Regions from separate parts of the Mus musculus genome. Here regions 2 and 3 are each linked to region 1. Evidence: chromatin contacts called from public HiChIP or PLAC-seq data. All regions are on one chromosome and are shown on one strand. The core of a region is the stretch at or near the end of the contact, and the rest is flanking DNA. Distances in the headings are between cores, read along the strand shown.

Region 1 (3,449 bases), core at 652-3,151:
GCCTGGGTACTTTAGAGACATAGAAACCACTGTGAGGTAAGTAGCGCTGGGTCTGGGAACACTTGCCACACCCTAGAGCCTCATTTTCAATTTTCCTTGATGCAAAATTCTTGGAATTTTCTTTGAAAATTATCTCCAAAGCCTCCATCCCAGGCACTCCCCTGTGCTGGCTAGCCTCCCTTGACTGTAACTGTCTCAGTCTGCCCATGCTCTTGCTGGAGAGGAAGAGCTAACTCACACTTCAGTGTGTGGCATAGCCCACTACAGGGCATATGAAGAAAGGAGCGATTTTAGAAAGATATTGAAAAGAATGTGGTTGGCACCGAGAAGAAGTAGATAATTTCACTTATTCACTCAGTAAAAAGCATGCTAGTCTGTGCTGGCAGCAAACTGAGATCCGTTAACAAACTAGTATGCAGCCCTGCCCTGAAAAAGCATGGTGTGTAGATCTGAGAACCTGGTTTCCTTAAGACATTTTTACACACAGAATTCAGGACAGGATGGAATTTTCCCTTGAACACTGAATTTTGGAGTTGTTCCCCTGCCATCTTCACTTTTTTTTTTTTTTTTTTTTTCTCATTCTGAGGCTGTTCTAAAAGGGAGAAGTGGAAGCCATTGCTCACACTTCTGTCACGGTCTCTGGTTGGTTGGTTGGTCCTGGCCTCTCTGACAGCGAATGAGCACTGGTCCATTGTACTGGCCTTCTCCTGCCTACACAAGTGTATCCCGGGACTGCCCGCTGTAGCGGTGGATTGGCTTGCTTCTATCCTGAGTGGACTTCAGCCAAAGGCTAACTTCATAGGGAACACCCCATTCTAGAAATAACAATGATAAATACTATGAGATGATATCAGACCTGAAATTTAAATCAGCAAGGCATGGTTCCACTGAAACCTACTCACAACGGAAGCACTGGCCTGGAAAAGACTCGATCTTAGCATAGTTTAGTCTATTAAATTACTCAGGGCTGTACTAAATACGTATCTTTGAAAAGTGTATCCTTTAGAGGACAGGCTGGTGTTTTAAAATGGCTCAGTATGTAAAGAGCCCTTCTGCTCAAGTGTGAGCGACAGAGCTCTGATTCCAGGACAACACAGCAGAGCCAGGAGTGGGTGTGTGGCTCTCTAGCCTTAGCCCTGTGGTGTAGGAGCAAGATGGTGGAGGGGCTCGCTGGTCACTAGTTCCGGGCTCAGTTAGAGGCCATGTCTCAAAGGAATAAGTTAGTAATAAAGGAAGTCACCCAAAGCTCTCCTCTGACCTCCACATGCACAACAAACATGTGTACCCGGATACAATGTCCCTTATACATGTATACACACACATGTACCCCCATACACATGTACACATACATGCATGCGCAGAATTCACACATTGCAAGACAAGCTGTGACTTAATAAAACCTTAAGTGTATTTTCCCAGAGGAGTGTAAACTGGTGCTCACTGCATAGCTGGGCTACGAAACAGTCACAGGTGATGGTGTGCATTTCTGAGACAGCACCACTACACGCTCCTACATGTAAGGCACATGCTTTTATTTCCCTGCACTTGCCTCATTGCATGCTGAGCCTAGTGAGATAATCCATTGCTGCCACCTACTGTAAACCAGAAAAATATTCTTGAAATACTTTCACATTTGAAAGGGAAAGTGCAATGTTGCTGGAATTGCTCAGGAATCATTTTGTCAGAGAAGCGAGTTAACCTCTAGCTAAAGTATCCCAGAATCCTGAAAGGCAATCAATAAGACAATAGGCAAAATAGTAAAGTAAGCCACACAGAAGAGCATCAAATGGCTTTGTTAAGGTATATTCTGTTAAGTTCACACAAGCTCTGCTTTACATCCATGCAGAAACATGAACCTGTTCTTCTGTACTGAGGAAGTCACTCCCAGCACGCACTCTTCCCTCTCTGACCCCGGCTGTGGCTCCATCGTGGACAGCGGCTTTCCCAGCAGATGGGCTGCACTTCAGATGGCCTGAAACTGAAGAAAAGGGGGAAGAAGAGACTCCTGCCTCCTCCTCCAGCCAGGGCTACATCTCAGAGTCAGCACCAGGTCTGAATGAAAGGGCTAAACAACTCAGTCCAGGGACAGTTTCCATGAAAACCACATGGTGATATTTTTAGAGAAGACAAAGAACTCCTTCATGACTTGAAAATGAGTGTGGGTAAGTATGTTACAATGGATATATATATCCAACGAACCAAAGAGGGAGTTTATTTGGAGGAATTTATAAAATTGACAAAATGTAAAAAGAAACAGCTTGTACAATTGTGAGTTCAATAATTATTAAGATAAAGAGATAAATTTGAGATGGTATGGAAGTGGGAAGGATCTGAGAAGAGTTAGGTTAGGGGAGAAGAAAACATAATGAAAATATGTTGTATGAAAAACCTGTTAATTAAAAAGAATCATTAATGTGGATAAATGTAGGAATGAGATGAACAAGGAAAAGGCCCACCTACCAGTTAAGTTACAGATGAAAAGATAGAAAGCTCATAAGAAAAATGTTCAATTTAAACATTAGTTAAAGAAATGGAAATAAAGCAAGATGCCACTTCCTGCTTGCAAAGGGTTTGAGATCCTTTTATTTTGTTGATATGGCAACAACCTCCGTTTGAAAGTCTGAGGAAACAGGTGTGCACACAGTGCCTCTGGCAGTAGGCATAACGTGACAATGTCCTTTAAGGAGCTTAAAGAAACAGTGTTATTGTTTTGAGATTTCGTCTCAAGTTTCCCAGGCGGGCCTCAAACTAGCTGCACAGCCTGGGACGACCTTGAACTCTGAAAGGAGAGACCGAGGAAGTAATTACTGAATGGCAGATCATGTTCCCAACTGGTAGATGGGACCTATCCCACGTCCCACTGTCATGTGAGACAGAGAGCTGGTCTGTCTGCCCCACTCACTGTCCTTTTCCACTTGCACACCAGCTGGTGGACATGAGGCAGAGCATCTTGCACACAGATCTTCTGCTGAGGTCAGACTGGCCGCATGCACACACATGCCCAGTTGTTTCTAGAGTCGCAGCACACTGCACTACTCACAGTGAGTGGATATGTTTACCCATCTGATTTTGATTGTCCCATTTCCATTCGTTAAAATATCCCAGTGGCAGCCATCCACCAACAGCAAACTAGAGGAAAAAGTAAGAGGACGCCGCAGTGGTGTTTGGGTAGAGAAGCTGCCTTGGGCAAGGCACCAGTGTCACCCCATGAGTAGACTCCCATGAGCATGTGCAGGACTCGCTTCTTCCTATCAACAGGGTAAGATCAACATGACTACGGATACATAACTATCACTGTCATCAAAACCATGTCACCTGTCTGCCACCTCTCTCTTTCTCGCACAGTAGCTACAAGGAAGCATGTGGCCATGTTGAAGGGTTCCACATGGCAAGGATATGTGGGGTGATCTCTATGAGCTGAGGGTAGACTTCCTCACTTGGCAGGAAAC
Region 2 (3,463 bases), core at 544-3,043, 210 kb before region 1:
CTGTTTTCAATTTAAGTGACTTTTAAAGGTGAAAACCAAACAAATCTACAATCTTATTTCCGTTCTACCACTATTTTGTTCCAAAAGCTGCTTATTCCCATGAAATCTCATCAATTCCTTGCTATTTATATTAGCTGGCCATGGCGGTATACACCTATAATCCCAACACTTTAGAAAGCAGCTAAGATATGAAGATCGTGAGTCTGAGGCTAGTCTGGCTCCACAGTATCCCCGCATCAGAAAAAATAGAACAGAAACAAAATAAAACCAGAGTCTAGGGTAGGAAAGCGAGAGAGACTCAGTGCTTTCACGGAGAATCACTGGCATGTTTTCAGAGCAACAAAACGCAAAGCACCCAAAAGTATTTGTAACTCAGACACCCATCCCCACGTTTGATAAAATTGAAGTTCCAGCTGGGAGGTGGGGGTCTGCACCTTTAATTCCAGTACTGGGAAGGCAGAGGCAGGCAGATCTCTGAGTATGAGGACAGCCTTGGCTACCCAGAGAAATCTTGTCTCACACACACAAAAAAATTCAAAATTGAGGTTCGCATATTTGCCCTATTCATGGTACATTGCTATAAATAAGTGGCTCTATATAATAAATTACTGAGTTTTTGGAGGATATATATGGCAAAAATCTTTAAAAAAAAACACATTAATTTTTTTTTTTTGAGACAGTCTCACTATGTAGTACTAGTTGGCCCGGCACTCACTACGCAAACCAGGCTGGCCTGAAGCTCACAGACCCTCCTCCAGTCTCTGCCTCTCTAGTGTTGGGATTAGAGATATGCACCACCATGCCCAGTAAAACACAACATTTATTCCTAGTGAAAGAGCGGAGACTCCTCAGTAGTGAGTTCTTTGAGACTGGGAAGATATGAACTCGGCAGGGAGTCCAACTGACTTCATGTTCCTCCAAAGCATTTAGTTCTACTGTTCAACAAGCAGCTTGTCTGACAATCAGGAACTATCAAATGAAGGTCTATGATTGAGGAATAATTTTAATTGGGGTCAACTGTGGCTGGACAAAGAGCGAGCCCACCATCAAACAGCAATGTAAACATTTCTTCTGATGTGCCTGTGTCTCCTCTCAAGTACACCACCTTGCAGAAAGGAAAGCCCATTCCTTCCCGCTTCCATCTTATACTCGGGTGAGTCCTGTGAGGACAGGCCCAGCTTCCTTCCCCCTGCTGTCATCTATCCTCACACGCCTCTCTCTAGCTAAAAGTAACAGTAACACACAGGAACCAGTTACAAATGAAGTTGAAGGACAAGCAAGTTATCCCCCTGGTCTTTCAAGAGCAGGGCAGTCCTGAGAATACACGCTGCAACAGAGCACGCAGGACACTGCTTCTGACAACTGGGGGCCTTACCCACGGTTCTCAGCAACAGTACTGTTCATTTGAAGAGCCTGAAATGTGCCAGGCACTGCCAAAGCATAGTACCAACTAAGTGCACAAGCAGCAGCCTGGACTCACCTGAGTGAATGTGATAGGTTTGTCCCTAGAAATATAATCTGCATATTTACAAGTAAACATTCCACAGTCACTCCCATTCAACTGCTGAGGAATCTCCTAAAACCAAACAAACAGAAAAGAGGTAAAATATCATTACACAGACATCATTAATCTCTTTCTAAACAGACTGTGAAAGCAGCATGATAAAGGTCGATAAGTCTGCTGTTGCACAAACACAGACACACATACAAGCACAATCCCTCTTATTCTCTGTGGTAGAAAACCCTAACCACGGGTACAGTGCATGAGACTCCACAGAAACATTCATAGAAGAAAGAAGAAGTGAGAACTCTACTAAAAGGCAAAACAAAGCCCAGCACACACGGCGAGAGCTGAGATAAGAGGACCCACATTTGGTTTATTACAAGAACACTAGTGACTCTTCATGATGGACTCCTACAGTGGGAGCAGGGCTGTCTCTGACTCTGGTAGCTTTTGGGACCCTTCCCCATTACTGGGCTATTTTGTCTAGCCTCAGTAGGAAGAGATGCTCTTACTGCAACTTGGTGTGCCAAGGCTGGCTGATACCCAGGGGCGGAGCCCCGTTCTAAAGAGAAAGGGAGGACAGGTGGGTAGAGTGGGTCAGGGGAAGGGAAGGTTGGAAGGAAGGACTGGAGGAGAGAAGGGAGGGGAAACTGAAGTTTGGATGTAAAATAAACTAATTAAAAAAAAATACTGTTGACATTTCAAAAGTACTATCGACTTTCAAAGGGGATGAAGAGAGGGTCAATCAGATCAATGTGGAACACAGGAATCTACTTCAATCCTGCAGAGCTCACATACTCTTAACAACCAGGACAAGTGCCCGCTGCTGAGGGTCCCTACGGTTTCAAGTGAGAAGAGAAAACCATCTCAGAGGTTGTAATCAACTAAGACCGTGCCATGAGGGTTAGTCCTGTCTGAGGCAGAACCACAGCTGGGAACATTAGAAAATAAACCTGTATGGACTAAGCTGTGTGCCCAGCCTGCATCGCCCCAGGCAGACATAAGGGATACATGAGAAGGAGAATAGCGGAAGGCTTACTCCACTGCTGAATCTCACACTGGATGGCAACAGAGTCCCTTCGATTCCCAAATGCAGTTACAACTGGGGAAGGATAGGTAGCATGCCCACCACACACATGTATACACTGGGGTCTCACACACCACACAGCACACTTTAGGAAAGGAAGGAAGGAAGAAAGAGAAAGGTGTCCAGGCCTGAGCCTCACTTACATGTGGCTTCATGCTGTAGTGGGTCCACTCTAAGAGGTTGAGATCTGTATTTCTTTTGGTCTTGCTTTCATCCTGTAAATACTGACTAAAGAAAACAAGAACAAAGAATGAATGTATCAATGAAGTCCCAAGAGAACACTCACTGTGATTAAAAAGAACTTTGTGATATTTAGCAGGGATGTCATTCTCAAATCTGGATCTATTTGTTTTTTTAGAAATGTAACTTTTATTTTTTAGGTTTCCCTCTCATGCTAGTAAAAAATTTACATGTTCAAAGATATCATACTTACTTTAAAAGAAAATAAAAAGCGAATCCTTTACAACAGACACTGGAAGTTTCTAGTTCTCTATACCTACAATTAAAGAGTTCACCACTAATACCAGGCTTTTCAAGCTACTCTAGAAGAAGAAAGAAAAGGAAGAAACACTTCCAAGTCAAAGGCCGATAAAGACATGGGGTGGGGATGAGGGAGATTAACTAACTTCCCTGATAAATTTAAACACAGACAAAATACTTGCAAACTGAAGTCAAGGGCTGGTGAGGTGGCTCAGCAGGTATGAGCACTGACTGCTCTTCCGAAGGTCCTGAGTTCAAATCCCAGCAACCACATGGTGGCTCACAACCACCCGTAATGAGATCTGACGCCCTCTTCTGGTGCGTCCGAAGACAGCTATGGTGTACTTACGTAGAATAATAAGTAAATTTAAAAAAATATTTAAAAAAAAACA
Region 3 (3,308 bases), core at 59-2,558, 230 kb before region 1:
ACCACAGCACATACAGCGAGCACCATGTGCAAGTCAGGACAACTCCCTCCCTCCCTCCCTCCCTCCCTCCCTCCCTCCCTCTTTCTTTTAGAATAAGTTATTTATTTTATGTATATGAGTACACCATTGCTCTCTTCAGACACACCAGAAGAGGGCATCAGATCCCATTACAGATGGTTGTGAGCCGCCATGTGCTTGCCGGGAATTGAACTCAGGACCTCTGGAAGAGCAGTCGGTGCTCTTAACCTCTGAGCCATCTCTCCAGCCCCAGGACAGTGTTCAGGAATTGTCTCCTTCCACCAGAGATTGAACTCATGTCATCAAGCTTACATGACAAACATTTTTTTTTTTAATCCACTGAGTCACCACAAAATAACCCATTTTGGTTCTTGGAGGAAGGCCCAGGAAGTATATATATCAAATCTGTGTCTGAGAACCCAGGGACAGCCAGCTACATGTGCCCCACAAACATGGGTGGGTGGGTGCTCAGAGGTCCTTGCAGGCTCATGCAATCTTGCTTAGGTTCAACATCACTCCTCAGATTCATCTATAGAGCACCAGGCCACACACTGACATGGCACTTTGGCCATCTCCCCAGATTGCGAGGCCTTCCCATGTTGGGTCTGTTAACCGCACTTGGCTGGGCCATGAGGTGCCAGGTCAGAATGATAGCTGTGTATGTGTTCTTTTCTAGTACCCAGAGCAGGAGACTGTAAGTCTCTTCATCCCAACCCAGGCTGTGGGTGCTATCATCGGGAAGAAGGGGGCACACATCAAACAGCTCGCTCGATTTGCTGGTGCCTCCATCAAGGTAAGATTGTTACTGCCTGTCCCCATGGGCCACCTCCTGTCAGTGCTAGAGAATTCTCACAGCACCTAGAGATGGCCATTCCTGTCAGCTCCCATTCTTCATCTTAGTCCTTTCCTGTTCAATCAAACCAAAGTTAGAAGAAAGAACTAGTAATGACCAAACCTGATCCTCCAAGGGTTGGCACTGTCCCCTCTTCCCGAGAAGATAGAGAAGGCCCACATGAGCAGAATGAGCATCTATGCCTAGCACTCAGCATGTTGATGCTCCTTAGCCCAGGCTTCAAGGACTTACAGACTGTGGGAACGCAAACTGAAGAACTTTCTGGAAAGTGCTGATAAGATCATAGGCAGACAAAGCTGATAGTGTCTCCTGTTAAGAGGCCAGGACTGAGCCAAAGTCTGGGAGAGGGAATTCCCCTTGGTTTGCAACACTGATGTGTGCAGATGTGGCTGCAGCCCATGTTCTGCCCCCTCAGTTGTCAGTGATTGTTTGCCACAGATCTGCCTCAAGCCCAGCTGTTGCTCTGACTCAGCGCGAGGCCGTGACTCCGAAAGCCCCCGTGAAACGCTTCCGGAAATGCTTTTCATTGTTACGGGAAAGAATTTGCTACCATGAGACAACCCAGAGTTATGCCAAGTCTCATGACTTGGAGAGAGAATGCCTACACTTTTCCCCTGAGAGCTGGAGTTTCTCCCACAGCCAAGTGTGACAGGGAAGAAAACCAAAAACAAAGCATTCTGAGTTGTGCATTATGAGGACAGTGGTGGCCCTGGGAAAGATGGCATCTTGCTGTACTCTCAAGCTGCATCCATCTGTGCTTGCAGTTAGGGGTTCACATTTGCACTGGGGGTTAGCTAGCCCACGGTGGGCTGGGCATGATGAGAGTGTGGGGTGCTTTATGCCCGATGGCTTGGCACGTATAATACCCTGGCCTAGATGATGCAGACAGCAAGGATGAGGATGACCATAGTCTGCAGTGCCCAGAGATCTTTCTTAGTGCCTAACGCTGTAGTCTGAGATGGTTAAACACAAAACAAAACAAAACTCTACAGTGAGACAGCTTGGACCGAAGGGCTTTGAGGGTTTCCTTTATTCAAACCTCAGTTTACAGGAAAAAAGCAAGACACAGAGAATAAGGCTCATTGAGACACCTAAGTGGTCAGCCTCAATCTTAGACAGAAATTCCACTGGCCACTAGGATCCTGAGGTCCTGAGGCAGACCAGACCACAGTACCTTCTTGGTCTCCTCAGCAGGTGGAATGACTGCCTGGAGCTACCAGATCCAGATCAACTCTGTTGTTGACTTCTCTTCCTCTTCCTGTACAGAGTTTTTAAGTCAGAGTGTGCTGGGGGTGGAAATGTAACAAGAACCCAACGGGGGCTTGGCCTCTGTGGCTTTCCCTAGCTGCAGAGGGATCCACAACCCCTTTCTTGACTCTAAAGCCAGAACCAGGTGACTGAAGCTGCCTAGTTCTCACGCTTACTGCAACTGGAACTCGGCCCCTCGAGTCATTTCATCAGCTTTCTGTCTTTGATGGTTTTCTTCACTGCTTAAGCCTTTGTCTAATTCCTCTCCACAAGTCCGAAGCTTGGCTGGGTGAGGTCTTGCTCTGAGATCACGATCTTCCTTATTCCATTTAGTATAAGGCTTTTCTTTAAACTTTTATCTCCTTGAACACAATAAATACATAGCTCCACTACACCTCCTGGTGCTCCTATTCTCTTCAGACTGTACATTTTATATTTTTCCTTGGTTGGCTTATGAGAGTGGCCACATGACAGAGTCAGTACTAGGCTGTCTTGAAATCTCTGCCAATGCCATTAATCCAAAATGCTCTAATTTAGCCTCAGATAGATTTTTTTTTCCCCCTAAAATACCACAGGAGTGGTCTCCAGGCCATTTACTGTATTCTTCCCTCTGAAATGTCTTCACCTGGGCCTCCACAGTTCAAATTGCCCTCAGTGCTGTCTTCATGCTCCTATTGGTAATGGCCCCGTAAGCCCTGCATTCAGGTGCATTCAGCTCCTTTCCTAATCCAGAGTAGCAACATTCACATTCCACCACCAAACAGCCGGTCTCAGCCACACTCCGCTCGCGGTACCAACTTCTGTCTTAGTGTTGTGCTCTGAAGAGACACTATGACAACTCATAAAGCATTCAGCTGGGGCTGGCTTTACAGGTTCAGAGGTTTAGTCCATTTCCATCATGGCAAGAAACATGGTAGCACAGCCAGATGTGGTGGTCTGGAGGTCTACATTAGATCCATTGGTAGCAGGAAAGACACTGGGCCTGACCTAGGCTCCTAAAACCCCAAAGCCCACCTCAGTGGCACACTTCCTCCAACAAAGCCACACCTGCTAATCCTTCTAAACTAATGCCACTCCCTAAGCATTCAAATGTATGAACTTCTGGGCCCATTCTTATTCAAACCACCAGATACCTTTAATCAAACTATTGGTGAGGTCTTTGTATTCTCACAGGATTAAAAAGCTTGCT

The links. HiChIP or PLAC-seq counts read pairs in DNA pulled down with a chosen protein or histone mark.
Region 2: an H3K4me3 HiChIP or PLAC-seq map of bone marrow-derived macrophages shows a contact between it and region 1, with 4 times the contacts expected there. The contact joins two enhancer-like sites. A contact is called at or near these places in 1 of 15 datasets of contacts at CTCF or cohesin (pro-B cells), 17 of 484 Hi-C or Micro-C datasets (3T3-L1-derived adipocytes, the C2C12 cell line, the C3H10T1/2 cell line and 9 more), 5 of 115 datasets of contacts at active chromatin or transcription factors (bone marrow-derived macrophages, double positive thymocytes, embryonic basal ganglia and 2 more) and 2 of 9 other capture datasets (adipose tissue and pancreatic islet).
Region 3: an H3K27ac HiChIP or PLAC-seq map of double positive thymocytes shows a contact between it and region 1, with 6 read pairs. The contact joins two enhancer-like sites. A contact is called at or near these places in 7 of 484 Hi-C or Micro-C datasets (the C3H10T1/2 cell line, CD4 T cells, bone marrow-derived macrophages and 2 more), 5 of 115 datasets of contacts at active chromatin or transcription factors (T-cell acute lymphoblastic leukemia, bone marrow-derived macrophages, double positive thymocytes and 2 more) and 4 of 9 other capture datasets (adipose tissue, embryonic stem cells, liver and 1 more).

What each region holds. Positions count from the first base shown.
Region 1 is chr16:21,835,008-21,838,456 of GRCm38.p6, reverse strand. It overlaps a transcript of Map3k13 not described here. Among named protein-coding and RNA genes, the nearest start is that of Gm26744, 9.1 kb to the left of the region's middle. Within about 2 kb of position 1,901, at least 55 of the 459 cell types and tissues checked have an H3K27ac peak or open chromatin away from gene starts, as enhancers often do. A contact at or near this core is called in T-cell acute lymphoblastic leukemia, bone marrow-derived macrophages and double positive thymocytes, where this site is marked.
Region 2 is chr16:22,042,326-22,045,788 of GRCm38.p6, reverse strand. It overlaps Senp2 (SUMO/sentrin specific peptidase 2), which reads right to left. Exons shown (of 17, transcript NM_029457.3): 15 at 2,735-2,819; 16 at 1,481-1,576. Among named protein-coding and RNA genes, the nearest start is that of Senp2, 35 kb to the right of the region's middle. Within about 2 kb of position 1,793, at least 11 of the 459 cell types and tissues checked have an H3K27ac peak or open chromatin away from gene starts, as enhancers often do. A contact at or near this core is called in bone marrow-derived macrophages, where this site is marked.
Region 3 is chr16:22,065,646-22,068,953 of GRCm38.p6, reverse strand. It overlaps Igf2bp2 (insulin-like growth factor 2 mRNA binding protein 2), which reads left to right. Exons shown (of 16, transcript NM_183029.2): 12 at 695-811. Among named protein-coding and RNA genes, the nearest start is that of Senp2, 58 kb to the right of the region's middle. Within about 2 kb of position 1,308, at least 76 of the 459 cell types and tissues checked have an H3K27ac peak or open chromatin away from gene starts, as enhancers often do. A contact at or near this core is called in T-cell acute lymphoblastic leukemia and double positive thymocytes, where this site is marked.